3 separate regions of the Sus scrofa genome follow, and all the other regions are linked to region 2. The links are chromatin contacts, called in public HiChIP or PLAC-seq maps. All regions are on one chromosome and are shown on one strand. The core of a region is the stretch at or near the end of the contact, and the rest is flanking DNA. Distances in the headings are between cores, read along the strand shown.

Region 1 (4,152 bases), core at 1,002-3,501, 64 kb before region 2:
AATTACTCGATTAGACATCTAAGAGAGGGGTGGAAGAGGAATTTGATTAGATAACAAGGAAAGATGAATGATTGGATTTCCTTGATTGATGGATGGAATTGTCCATAACCAGGCAGGATCCTTTGCTAAAACTAGGTTCAGAAGGCCAGGTCAAAAAGAGAAGCCTTCTAGCACAACATTTTATTTATTTTTCTTTTTTTGGTCTTTTTGTCTTTTTAGGGCCACACCCACGGCATATGGAGGTTCCCAGGCTAGGAGTCTAATCGGAGCCGTAGCTGCCAGCCTACACCAGAACCACAACAACACCAGATCTGAGCCGTGTCTTCTACCTACACCACAGCTCATGGAAATGCAAGATCCTTAACCCACTGAGCAACACCAGGGATTGAACCTGCAACCTCATGGTTCCTAGTCAAATTTGCTTATGCTGCGCCATGACAGGAACTCCCACAACATTTTAAATCAACTATATTTCAATAAAAATTTTTTTGAAATTAGAAGCTTTGGAGAGTGGTGAGGAGGGAATCCTTGTCACGGCAATGAAAATAACCACCAAGATAATGAGAAGGGGAAAAAAAAATTAGGTGGCAAAATGATATCTATACAATATAACACTGCTTAATTTTATTTATTTATTTATTTTTTTGTCTTTTTGCTATTTCTTGGGCCACTCCCACGGCATATGGAGGTTCCCAGGCTAGGGGTCGAATCGGAGCTGTAGCCACCGGCCTACGCCAGAGCCACAGCAACGCAGGATCCGAGCCGCGTCTGCAACCTACACCACAGCTCACAGCAACACCGGATCGTTAACCCACTGAGCAAGGGCAGGGACCAAACCCGCAACCTCATGGTTCCTAGTCAGATTCGTTAACCACTGCACCACGACGGGAACCCCACACTGCTTAATTTTAATATTTTAACTCACAAAGCAATGTGTTTTACTCAGATATGAATGCATGTATATAAATACATTTTAAAAGAGTAGGAAGGAAAGATACATGTAAAAAAGGTAATGGCGGTTACCTCTAAGAAAGGCACTGGGATTGGGGATGTCAAGGACATTATCCTTACTCTGATGTTTTAATTTTCTAGAAGAATTAATTCCTATATAATGTATAATTAAACATCAATTTTGAAAACTATCACTTTCTGGAGTTCTTCTGTGGCACAGTGGGTTAAAGATCTGACGTTATCACTGCAACCAGCTTGCGTCATTACTGTGGCACAGGCTCGATCCCTGGCCTGGGAACTTCCACATGCTGTGGGTATAGCCAAAACCAATTTGACCCGTAGGCTGGGAACCTCCATATGCTGCAGATGCAGCCCTAAGGCCCTAAAAAGACACATACACACATAAAAGAAACTAGCACTCTCCCTGCCATAATTTCCCCTCTAGTAGACTTAGGCAAGTGGTTGGCCTGATCCAGCTACAGTTTGCGGAGGTAAAGGGGCAAGTGATACAATTTTTTGACCATCCTTGCTGACAAAAGATTCAGAGTTCTTTCATTATCACCACCATCACTTTACTCATTAACTAGCTCATTCCCGTGGTTCCACATAAAATACTCACTGGTGGAAGGAGTGAGGATCGTCCACATCATGGCCGTCTGGGGCCAACGGGTTAGAGAACGGCTCGCCTAAGAAAAAGAATTAACATTAATTGAATTAATCTCCTTCGTGTCTGGTCCTGTGCAAAAGTTGGGGACCTAGATGTGAACAACACACGTGTTTTCATGGCAAGTTGCTCACAATCTAGTGACTTATGACAACTCAATCCAATGATGCAGGATGAGCAGAGACTTCCTGAAGATGACATCTAAGATTACTACCCGGAAGATAAATGACCGTAAGCGAAAATCAAGTGATGGGGATTCGGGGTGGTTCACAGATAAAACTCATCGGTCGTAGCTTCGACCAAGGACAAGATTTAGGAACAGAGCTGGAGCTGCCCGGCCTCGCTCGGGGCCCGGCTGCTTCGCCAAGCTCCCAGGCTCACTACACCCTCACACACGCACACCCAGCTTAAACTCTAAGGCCAAAATAATGCTCCAAGTGTCCCGAGTCCCCGCGGGGAAGAAAGGGCAGATGATCCGAGCCTTACTGTCTCGCTCCGGCATTTCGTCGCGTCGTTTCAACCCCAACAACAACAACGGAAGAGTCGACAACAACACAGGCGCGACTGGCGCTTCCCCACAATGCACCTCAGGCGTCCACCCACAGTGCCTTTCGTCCCCGAGCCAATCCGCACCAGCCGCAGGCGGAGAAATCCGAGCCAGAGGTGACCCTGCAATGCTTTCATGGCATTGGCTGTGCTTGGCCCCGCCCCCTACGTCAGCCAGCCTATCGCGGGGCTGTAGCGTCCGAGGTTCCTCTGACAGGATCCCCTGGCCGGAAGGTCTCCGCGGGTTGATTGGGTTCTAGGGGAGATGGCGGCAGCCGCAGCGAGTCGAGGTATCCGCGCCAAATTGGGCCTGCGGGAGATTCGCATCCACTTATGTCAGCGCTCTCCCGGCAGCCAGGGCGTCAGGTGAGCCGCAGCCTGGTGAGGCGGGCGGGCTTCGGGGCTCCGGGGTCACGACCTCGACCCCCCGGGTGTTATGGGGAGGCCTACGCCCACACCACATGGGCGGTGCTCTCTCCGGCCCCGCAGGGACTTCATCGAGAAACGCTATGTGGAGCTGAAGAAGGCGAACCCCGACCTGCCCATCCTCATCCGCGAGTGCTCTGATGTGCAGCCCAAGCTCTGGGCTCGCTACGGTGAGCGTGGGACGCCGGGGGCCTGGGAACAAGGGTTCTGGATGAGAAAGGGCCGCCCAAGGTCACGCAAAGCCTGTAGAAGGACTGGAACTCCGACTTCAGCCTTGCTGTTGACCTTGTTGCAGATAAGGAAATATACATTCGCAGAATTATAGGATGCTTCGTGTCCCAGGTAACGTCTGTATGGAGGCGTGCCCTGTCCTGCATAGGGGACAAGGATCTGTCGTTTTTGTAATCCTGAACAGGCTTCAGATAGGGGAGGAGATGCGGGTCAGTTACCGATCAATGTAGGTCCTTCCAGATTATGTGCGCTCAGTGCCAGTCCAGGTGGAGTGTATAAGAATCTCAACAGTAAAAACCCAGAATAATGACTGTGTTGAGTGCTTACTGTTAGGTCCTATGCTGAGTGCTTTCCCGCCCAATCTTCATTAAGTAGATGATGGGTAGATTCCTTTTTCTCTTTGTAGAGATGGGAAAGCTGAATCAACAATGTTACAGGACATACTCAAGGTTATTTAGCTAGGATGTGTAACAGGGTTGAGCTTGTTCCCCCTTCCCCACTTCTGTCATGCTTCCTTCCATGGCTGGTTCTTTGTTATAATTAGGTTACTTTCCAGGTCTGAATTTATCTATTACCTCCTCAAAAAGGCATTGCCTGGCCAGTTAGGAAACACTGCCCCTCAGCCCTTTTTAATCATATTTCCCTATTTCATTTTAGCACAATCTGAAAGTCTCCCACATAGCAGGCACACCGTGTTTATCTTTACTGAATAATGGTATTTTTAACCACAGCTTTTACACCTTGTCCTAGAAGTGTCTGCGGGAAGGTGGGGAGTCACACCCAAGACAGATGAGTTCTAATAATGGACACCTGCAGTATGCCGTGCACTAAAAATTGTTTGGAGGAGGGAAAAGGTTCTCCTTCCAAAGCCAGTAGACTAGAGATGAACAGAAATAACTACATTAAATGGACTATAGGAGCTATTAAATGAGCACTAGTGAAATGCAGGCCCAGGCAACGCCCTGTTCACAATGGTTAATAATGAATGCCTATTAATGTCCCTTTAAAGCTTCTGTTAAACACTTTCCTTCTCATTATAACTGCCTGGAACCAGCCAGAATTCTCTTTGTACCTGGACTTTCTAGATGTTGCTGAGACCCACTAAAATCCTAGGCATGCCAGATACACCTTATCTCTATTTATCTCGTTTCTACACTTCCTAACAAGACTGTAAGTTGAAGACACAGACCTTTTAAGCTACTTTGGTAGCCCCTACAATGCAGAGTGGATACTTAATCGCCTCCCTCTTTCCTTAGCATTTGGCCAAGAGAAGAATGTCTCTTTGAACAACTTCAGTGCTGATCAGGTAACCAGAACCCTGGAGAATGTGCTAA
Region 2 (4,174 bases), core at 638-3,137:
TGGCTTCTCTATCAGACACAGTTTCTTGTTTTTTTTTTTTTTCTTTTTTAGTTTGCTTATATCTAAGACCAGGTAATTCAACCATATTAAAACATGAACAAGTTGATGACTGTTCTTTTCATTGGGATAGTTTTTTCTTCTCTATTGCATCAGATTCTTGGCATAGTCAATACTTTGGCCAAAGCAGTCCATTCCAGTGTCCTGAGTTTAGCTTGTTGACCATATTGGCTCTTCATGGAACTAAGCCCAGAATTAGTCACATATTTATAAACATTATTCAGCTGATTCAATAATACAAAGAATTACAGGAGTCAACGCCACCCCTTCCTATGTACCAACTCAAATAAAACTTAAACAACTATAACCAAAATAAATCTTTAGATAAAAAAGTCAGGAAGCACAAAAGCTATCTGAAGGATGACTTGGGAGTCCCTAAGTTTGTTCAGCATCATCTGACTGAAATCCTGTTGTTCTTGCTGACATACTCATGATCCACAAAGAGCTAAACTGTGCAATTACCTATCCGCTAAACTCTCTCACTTAGAAAATTATGTGGATGAAAACAAGAGAATAAGGAAAGTTTAACATGGAATAAGTACCCAAATAATCTTCAAGGTGCTTTTCCAAGGCAGTCTGAGAACGGACTCTAAAGTGTAAAATGCGTGAAGTCAACTACAAACACAGTACTAACAACCTGGTTCAGTGTGACTGTGGACTGGGAAAAACCTGCATGACCACTGAAAGGATCACACCTCACTTCTAAACACTGTTCATCGTTTTATTGAATATTCTGGTAAATATTTCACATTAATACAGGCTACATTAAGTAGAGCCACTATATGACAAGAAATTTACTCAACTTTTTCCTTTTAAGTATGTAAACAATTGTACATGTATTTACCACCCTAAAAGGTTGAAACATGTAATCATCTAATTCTCTTCTGCAGACAAGTAGCATTCAGTATGTTTAGCCCGAAGCACTAAGTTCAAAATGGCTAAACTAACCAGAGAACATAATCAGGTGGATAGGAAATCACTCTGTTCTTATACAATGGGCAGTCAAATTTCCATTGCTAAAGCCTCAGAGAAAATTTCTTAGGCACATTAAAAAAAAAAAAAAAAAAAAAAAAAATCCCCAGGGTTCTTCCAAGGTCAAAGGTTTCTCAAACAAGGCTAAAGAGTAAGACCTTCTAACTTAGTTGACATATTTGAGATGCATGTTTCCAATATGAGGTGCCCACGTGCCAGGCCAAATCTGAAAAGGGGGAGGAAAAATTGGAATTTCTAATTAGGAATCTTTAGACATTTACAAAATGAATATATAAATGCAATGGCAATTCACTGTTTCTGCCTAGAAAGAATATGCATATAAGAAATAAAATGTTAAGTAGCATCATTTCGATGTTGAAAAACTTAATTCAGATCAAGGCGGTCAGATGTCATGACTTTTCATATTCAGAACTTGCACTCCCAAAGAATTAAAAGAATGACATGATATATCTGAAAAATAAAAGAGCATTAAGTCCATTTTACCTGCTGGGCATCAGTGCATTCAGTTGAATTCTGAATAACTTTTATCATAGGGTTCCAAGCAGGATCTGGGTTGTGAAGTCCATTAAACAGAGGGCCTCCTGGAACATCAGCCAGCTGAGGATGGGAGGGTATTATGGTGCCTCCATACATGGAAATCGGCAGACCCTAAAACAGCAGAAAGGTTTAATCATGAAGTGATTATAAATGATTCCAGAATACCAAGATAGATCTTTCTAACTTCCCTTCATTCCCTCCAGCTTCCTGTATTTTAGATTTACTAATAAGCCTGTGCTAAGGAAAGGGGAACTCTACACGCTTGCTTGCAGCCACAATTGGCCTTTATGGCTGCCAGGAAGCTCTTAGAGCAGACAAGCAGGCAATGGGGAACTCACAGCCAGCTTTCTAGAGGGGAAGGGGCCTTCTTCAAAACTGTGGCAGACAAACGCAAAGGAGCAAGACCTGAATCTCCCAAGTTTTGGGTGGAAGATGGTATCTTCAGGATAATTTGAGTACAAACTGATGGAGACAACATAACCCACTCTTGAAACTGGCTATAAGAGCTGGCAAAGTCAGGGAAAGAAAGTAGTGATACCAAAAGCAAGAATTATTTCAGTACAAATTACTCCTTAACATGTGACCATGTTGACTCGCAAAGTGTTAAACAAATTACAATGATGTTTGTCAACTCACTTTAGAAAAATCCACAAAACTGCTTGCCATAGGCTGATGAAAAATGTTAGAAGGGGCTACCATTCCAGAATCATCTCGCTCCATTGGTTGATGCTGAGAGAATGTGCTTGGGTCTGATAATTGTTGATGCATTGGATGGTTCCCTATCACAGACTGTGACCAACCTGATAAGCCTTCTAGAAAGAAGAATTGAGATCAGGGTTAGGTATTTATTTGGATAAAATAACAAAATATTACCATTTGATTTTTAAATTTTTTTTGTCTTTTTGCTTTTTCTAGGGCCGCTCAGGTGGCATATGGAGGTTCCCAGGCTAGGGGTCTAATCGGAGCTGTAGCCACCAGTCTATGCCAGAGCCACAGCCAATGTGGGATCCGAGCCGAGTCTGGACCTACACCACAGCTCACGGCAACACCGGATGGTTAACCCACTGAACAAGGCCAGGTATGGAACCTGCAACTGCAGGGTTCCTAGTCGGATTCGTTAACCACTTCGCCATGACGGGAACTCCTGATTCTTTTTTATACTAAATTTAATCAAAATCATTCCTTTGACAAGCTCAGGACACATGCATGAGTCTTTGCAAACCAAAAAAAAAAAAAAAATTCTTCCTGGAAAACTGAATGGAGTCCTCTGAACACCCTCCAACACTCTACCTTGTCCTTCAAAAGACTAAGTGCTCGCTGAAAGAAGTCAAATGATTGTCCCATTCTACAAGAAAAGTTCAAGAGGGAATCTTTTAGTTCTCATCAACTCTGTATTTATTATTTTATATATTACTATCATACATATGACATATAATGTATGATAGTTTGTATAATCCAAACTAACATTACAGACTTTGAAACTGGATTGAAAACCTCGAAGTTTTAAACAATCCCCCTGATTAAGTGTAGGAACTAAGTTTTCTTGCACCATAACTGTACCTGATACGGCATTGACGCCAAATGACCAGATTCCACTGTGTCCAACAGGAGCGACAAAACTGGTCCCCACGGGGGCTTGTGCAACAGACCCTCCTTGCCGAATCCGCGCTAGTCTCTCCGTTCCAATAGGGGGAGGTATCTTTCGATCCTGACTGGCACTGCCTCCTTTGGGTTGGCCCAGTGTTGGCGGTGCAGAAGTGGCTGAAAGAGGTGAAGATGGTCCCGAAGAAACAGATGGAATAGGAGAGTCACCTGGTGGCAAAATATTTCTCTATTGTTTTATTACATATAAAAACTAATTATAAGAATATGAGAAGCCTTGTTGAAAAGGTCTATTTCACAACATAGGTTCTGTAAAGAAAATTTTCATTTTACAATTCTATAAACATTATTCTATACTATTTTCCTGTAAATATAAACAAAGACTAAAAATTTCAGATTGAACTGCTAAGCAAGGCTAGAAAGGAAGAAGGCCATATTTATTCTTACTCTAGTTCTAAAAGATCTTCTTGGGAGTTTACATTATGGATCAGCAGTAAAAACCCAACTAGCAACCATGAGGGTGTGGGTTTGATCCCTGGCCTCGCTCAGTGGGTTAAGTATCTGGCATTGCAGTGGCTGTGGTGTAGGCTGGCAGCTGCAGCTGATTTAACCCCTAGCTTGGGAACTTCGATATGCTGCATGTGCAGCCCTAATTAAAAAAAATAATGAAAAATATACAATCTTCTCAAAATATATATTGTCATATTTTAAATTAACTTAAATGTAATATTTCCAGGGTACCTATCATACTGTCTAGAAAACAGTTGATGGTCCTCTCTACTTATTAGCTATTTGCTATTTCTCCTCTTTCTATAGCCCTCCCCCACTCTCCCATAAGACACAAAGGTTAAATGTTAGCAAAGCATCATAGGATTCAATTCACAGCATTATTTATTTATTTATTTTTGCTTTTTAGGGCCGAATGCCTGGCACATGGAGGTTCCCAGGCTAGGGGTCTAATCAGAGCTGCAGCTGCTGGCCTACA
Region 3 (4,614 bases), core at 1,478-3,977, 110 kb before region 2:
AAAACAGAAAGAAACAGCACTCGGGTTGGTGGATTGTTGTAAGGATTTTGTCGCTTTTGACCAAGAAACATGTATTTTGAAATCAAAGTTCTTTTTAGAACAAAGAGGCCTCCACACCACAGCATGACAGAGCTAGGAAGCAGACCCTCTAGACCCACTTATACCTCAGATGAATGCAGACCTTTGAGGGCAACTTTGTGAGAAAGCCTGAGCCAGAACCACCTAAGTAAGTCCCAGATTCCTTACCCCCAGATATTGTGAGCTACCTGCTGTTTTACGCTGCTAAGTCTTGGGTTAATGTATTCATTTCTATAGCAGCAGATAACTAACACAAAGAGGAATGACAACAGCGGGTCTACTAAGCAGCTCAGAGAAGTGTCACACATTGCTATCTGTGTGATCCTCCTGCTGGAAAACCTAACTGGACAGAGAAGTAGTGGTGGGCCAAAGGAAGGAGAGTTCCTGTGGGAGCCTTCTTTCTAAAGCTTATAGTCTTGGTCTAATAGCAAGGTGCACAACCAGGAAATCCGTAACAACTACAACCTTTGCAGCTAGTTAGTCCACAACCTTAACCCCCTTTATCCACCATCAACAGCTCCTGGGCTTCATTCTAGCTTCACCTAATTCCTCCCCTAGACATCTCCTCAGTAGACCTTTCCTTCATGTCTTCCTCTGGCAGGAGAACAAACAATTCCCTTTAAGATATTAAGAAGTAGTTATAGTACTAATATAACAAAGCCTACAGAGTGACACCTCGTAGAGACACTATTATGTTAACTTGAGGCCTTGGAGAACAAAGCATGGAATGACAGAAAACAAGGTTATTATTCTGGGGCCAAGTATCCTGCTCAACACTTCCTGAAACCAACCTAGTTTTATGTGACTTACTCCTGGATGCAGAGATAAATGAAAAGCCACTTACCCTCCCATCTCAGACTGTGGGGTAGTCTTGGTAATGACAATTGTCTTCCCGAGCTTGGATTCCAGGTCCACCTTGTAATCTCTATGCCGGAGAAGCTCTCGCTTGACTGGCTGCACGGGCTTTCCTGGAATATAATGGGGAAGGAAGTCGCTTCATTATCAGAGATCCTTAGCCAGAAAGGAAAAGAAATGCATAAAATGCAAAATCCAGAAGTCTACCTTCATTTCTTTTTTGAAACCTGAAGCAAGGGACAAAAGAGTCCCTTCTAGCAGTAGCTACAGAGAATTTCAACACAGCAAAAATGATAAGCAATCCTTAACTCCCTACATCTTTTCTCCACTTTAAAGCCAACAAGTCTATGGCGTTCCCATCCTGGCTCAGCGGAAATGAATCTGACTAGTATCCATGAGGACGTAGGTTTGATCCCTGGCCTCAGTGGGTTAAGAATCCGGTGTTGCTGTGAGCTGTGGTGTAGGCCAGCAGCTATGGCTCGGACTCGACCCCTAGACTGGGAACCTTCATATGCTGCGAATGCTGCTAAAAAGACAAAAAAGAAAAGAAAAGCAAGACCACTCATTTAGTGTTTTCAGACAGATACCCCATGTGTAACACGGCAATCTTCTGAGAGCTGGGGAAGTTTTTTAAAGAAGAACTATTATCTAGGAAATATCTGCTATATGCCAAGTACTATTGCATGAGTTACATAAAAACCAAAAGTGCTGGAGTATGCAAGTAAAGCAAAAGAAAGTACAAGTCTGAAAACAGAAAAGAAAATAAGACCAACTCCCTGACAAAATGTAAGGCACAGAGAACAGCCGTAAGCACTAGATGAAACAATCAATCCCACGTTCCCCAGGTTAAGAATCCGGTGTTAAGAATCCCACGTTCAATAGCAGCAATACACAGCAGCAAAAACACTCCACTTAACTTCTTCTGAGGATCACTACTGAGGATTCCACTGTCTTCCCTGTACTTGAGGAAAGCACTAAATGAGCCAAGCAAAGGAAGGGCAAGGAAGCAGGGAACCGCAGAGCCGGAAAGCACCTCCAAACCATTTCAGTTCATCTCCTCACGCCTATCTTACTTTTCTACCTGAGGAGCCAGGGAGGCACTATTCTGCCGGAGGTTACACAGGAAAGGGGGCAGCGCGTTTCAACCCCCCACCGACTCGCTAACCATTGCTTCGCATCTGCAGTACACTTAGCACTTGATGGAACAGGCACCCACCATCCTTCTTTTCTCTCTCTTCTGTGAGCCTCTTCTCCGCAAGCTTCTCATATTCATCTTTGTCCCACTTTCGGCGAAAGTCCAAGTTTTTTGCCTGTGGGGGAAAAGGGGCTGAAGATTCGTCGCTAATCGTGTCCGACCCCTGGACAAACAGAAGAAACCGCTCCCCAGCCGCTAAGGCGGCCCCGGGACCTGGGAAGAGCGAAGCCTCTCCGGACAGCACCGGGAGGCTGAGGTTGCCTCAGGACCCCAACCCGAGACCTTCCCGCTTCCGATGACCCTGCGCCAGGGCCTTACGGGGGAGCTCTCAAACCAAGGCGGTTAGATCGCCAGGAGGTGTCGGGAAGCCAGGCGGGTGCGGGGTATTCAGCGCCGAAAAGCCGCCCCGCACCCCCCATCCCAAGCCTCCTCACACACAACACCTACCCCGCTACCCGACGCCATCTTCACAGCGAAGTGAATGGAAAGCCGGAAAATGCCGTAAAAAGCGGCCTTGCGCCGTAAGGCAAGCCCGCCCTCCAATAAGCTTAGAGTCTCGTGTTCTAAACGAGCTAAGGACTGGAGGATTTCTAAAACAAGATCGTCGGCCCCGCCCCTGCTCCAAGGAAATGGCGCATGCGCAAGGGGAGTATGAAGCAACGCGGAAGTAAGGGCGCCTGCGAGGGTTTTTCACCCTGGCTTTAAAAACAAGCACAGATTCAACCCTTCCATTTTACGTAAGAGGAAAATGAAGTTCAGATCAGCGCCCTCCGGTCTAGTCTAACCAACCTGCGTGCACTGCCAAGAGTTTCCAAACCTTCTTAAGGCTGAAGTTCTGTTATCAGGGGCTCTAGATGCCTCTTTACCTGTGTGCACTGAAGATAGGGCCCCAGAGCTCCTAAGAGTTTGCACAGGCTGTAGTCTTCCTAATGCACAAACTGAAAGCGCTGTTTGCATTTTGTCTCTTTATCTTGAAGCAATGCTATCACCCCTTGGTTAACTCATTTTTCCTTCAACTGAGAAACATCACAATTATTCAATCTACAGGGCACAATTTAATCAACACGATCGGACCTGGGAAGGCCAGTCATCAGCAACACTCTAGGGTGAAGAACTCTAGCAAATGTCACACTACACACTGACTTAGTGAGGTGACTGTATCTCACAGCTGCGGGGAGGAGGAAGCATGGCTGTTCCCTTCACCAAAAATAAAACATCACCCCAGGGACGTTCCTCTTAGCTCACTGCATCCTCCAGTGTGCACTCAAGCGTTTTCTATGGCCTATGCAAACAAATCCCTCGATAACAAATTACCCAAGCTTCTAGATTTAATATTTTATTTAATATATTATACAACCACTTCTAGAACAGCCACCTCCACGGCAGGACATGGACTAGTTAGAGCAGGCATAGGTAATGGTCTCCAAAGTCTCAAAAGATCAGATCTCCATCTTGTCAGGTCGCCTATTAAATTCAACATTCAAGATTATTAAACAGACGGCCTCACCCTGATTAACACTGGGTAGGCTAGAGAGACGTCATATTAATATGGGCACTGCTGGGCCCTTGGGCTAGCATCTCTGTCCTCAAACAAAACAGAGAGCAGTCATTGCCCCTTCTTGCTGTTTACCAAAAACTCCCTGGACAGGCCAAGACCACACAGTGGTCAAACTGCCCAGAATTTGGTTCAGAAGCGAAGAGTGGAAGGCTAAGACATGACTTCTGATCTCAGTGGTTCAGAATCGTCTCAACCTGAGGTGACTTTCCCAGAGACTTGTTCACAGCAACCATCTTATTAGCACATGTTGGCAGCGTTCAACGGCACTGCAAGTCTGCCATCTGCCTCTGCAGTTAGAGCATGTCTCTGTCACATACCAGCCATCTGCGCCCATGCAGTATAGCTGCTCTCACTAGCCCCAGAGTCCTCAGGACCTCCTACAATTCTGTACCCAGAAAAGATGGAGGATGCGTAGGCACGAGTCAGCCATCCTGGCCAGCAGTTGTAAAGTTGTGGAACAGGAACTCAGTCCTAGATGAAACCTTTTCTACAAAGAGCAGCAGGTGGCATTCAGGCAAGGATCAAGACTCAGATAGTCGCTTCTGAATTTCAGCCACAAGATTTTCTCGCTTAATGGCCACCTGAAACATAAGAGAATCTTCATGTGACAAACTAGAGAGTGATACTAGCACCTCAGACACTGCTTTTCCAGATTCATTTAATTTGGCAACTATTCCCATGACCTATGCAACCGGTAGGGAGTCTGGGCTTCAAGCTGACCTGAAGAAGGTAGGAGCTCAAGACTAAAGGGATTCAAACACCGGATCTATGTTTATTTTATCTCCAGATACCCAAAGAGATTTCATTTGTCTTCTTGCCTGCCCAGCCATCATTGGCTACAATGGCTGCCTGGAGGGGGTACTCATTCATCTCTATCACTATAAACCCTGGAGATATTTCCTTAGCCAGAAGATACGTATTTCTTTTC

The links. HiChIP or PLAC-seq counts read pairs in DNA pulled down with a chosen protein or histone mark.
Region 1: a contact with region 2 is called in an H3K27ac HiChIP or PLAC-seq map of alveolar macrophages. The contact joins the promoter of IK here to the enhancer-like site in region 2. A contact is called at or near these places in 8 of 47 Hi-C or Micro-C datasets (alveolar macrophages, heart right ventricle, liver and 4 more) and 1 of 2 datasets of contacts at active chromatin or transcription factors (alveolar macrophages).
Region 3: an H3K27ac HiChIP or PLAC-seq map of alveolar macrophages shows a contact between it and region 2. The contact joins the promoter of ZMAT2 here to the enhancer-like site in region 2. A contact is called at or near these places in 1 of 5 promoter capture datasets (fetal liver), 4 of 47 Hi-C or Micro-C datasets (heart right ventricle, liver, mesenteric adipose tissue and 1 more) and 1 of 2 datasets of contacts at active chromatin or transcription factors (alveolar macrophages).

The regions. Positions count from the first base shown.
Region 1 is chr2:142,359,233-142,363,384 of Sscrofa11.1, reverse strand. It overlaps IK (protein Red), which reads right to left and starts at 2,251. Exons shown (of 19, transcript XR_001307243.2): 1 at 2,102-2,251; 2 at 1,571-1,637. NDUFA2 (NADH dehydrogenase [ubiquinone] 1 alpha subcomplex subunit 2) reads left to right here and starts at 2,259. Exons shown (of 3, transcript XM_003124046.4): 1 at 2,259-2,527; 2 at 2,651-2,757; 3 at 4,075-4,152. The coding sequence starts at 2,427.
Region 2 is chr2:142,294,689-142,298,862 of Sscrofa11.1, reverse strand. ANKHD1 (ankyrin repeat and KH domain containing 1) reads right to left here. Exons shown (of 34, transcript NM_001203267.1): 31 at 3,148-3,348; 32 at 2,224-2,399; 33 at 1,534-1,698; 34 at 766-1,255. The coding sequence ends at 1,196. Among named protein-coding and RNA genes, the nearest start is that of EIF4EBP3, 7.1 kb to the left of the region's middle. Within about 2 kb of position 1,887, at least 3 of the 83 cell types and tissues checked have an H3K27ac peak or open chromatin away from gene starts, as enhancers often do. A contact at or near this core is called in alveolar macrophages and retroperitoneal adipose tissue, where this site is marked.
Region 3 is chr2:142,409,083-142,413,696 of Sscrofa11.1, reverse strand. It overlaps ZMAT2 (zinc finger matrin-type protein 2), which reads right to left and starts at 2,727. Exons shown (of 6, transcript XM_003354316.4): 1 at 2,576-2,727; 2 at 2,150-2,243; 3 at 923-1,046. The coding sequence starts at 2,593. LOC100521256 (probable histidine--tRNA ligase, mitochondrial) reads right to left here. Exons shown (of 12, transcript XM_013995242.2): 12 at 3,444-4,267. The coding sequence ends at 4,208.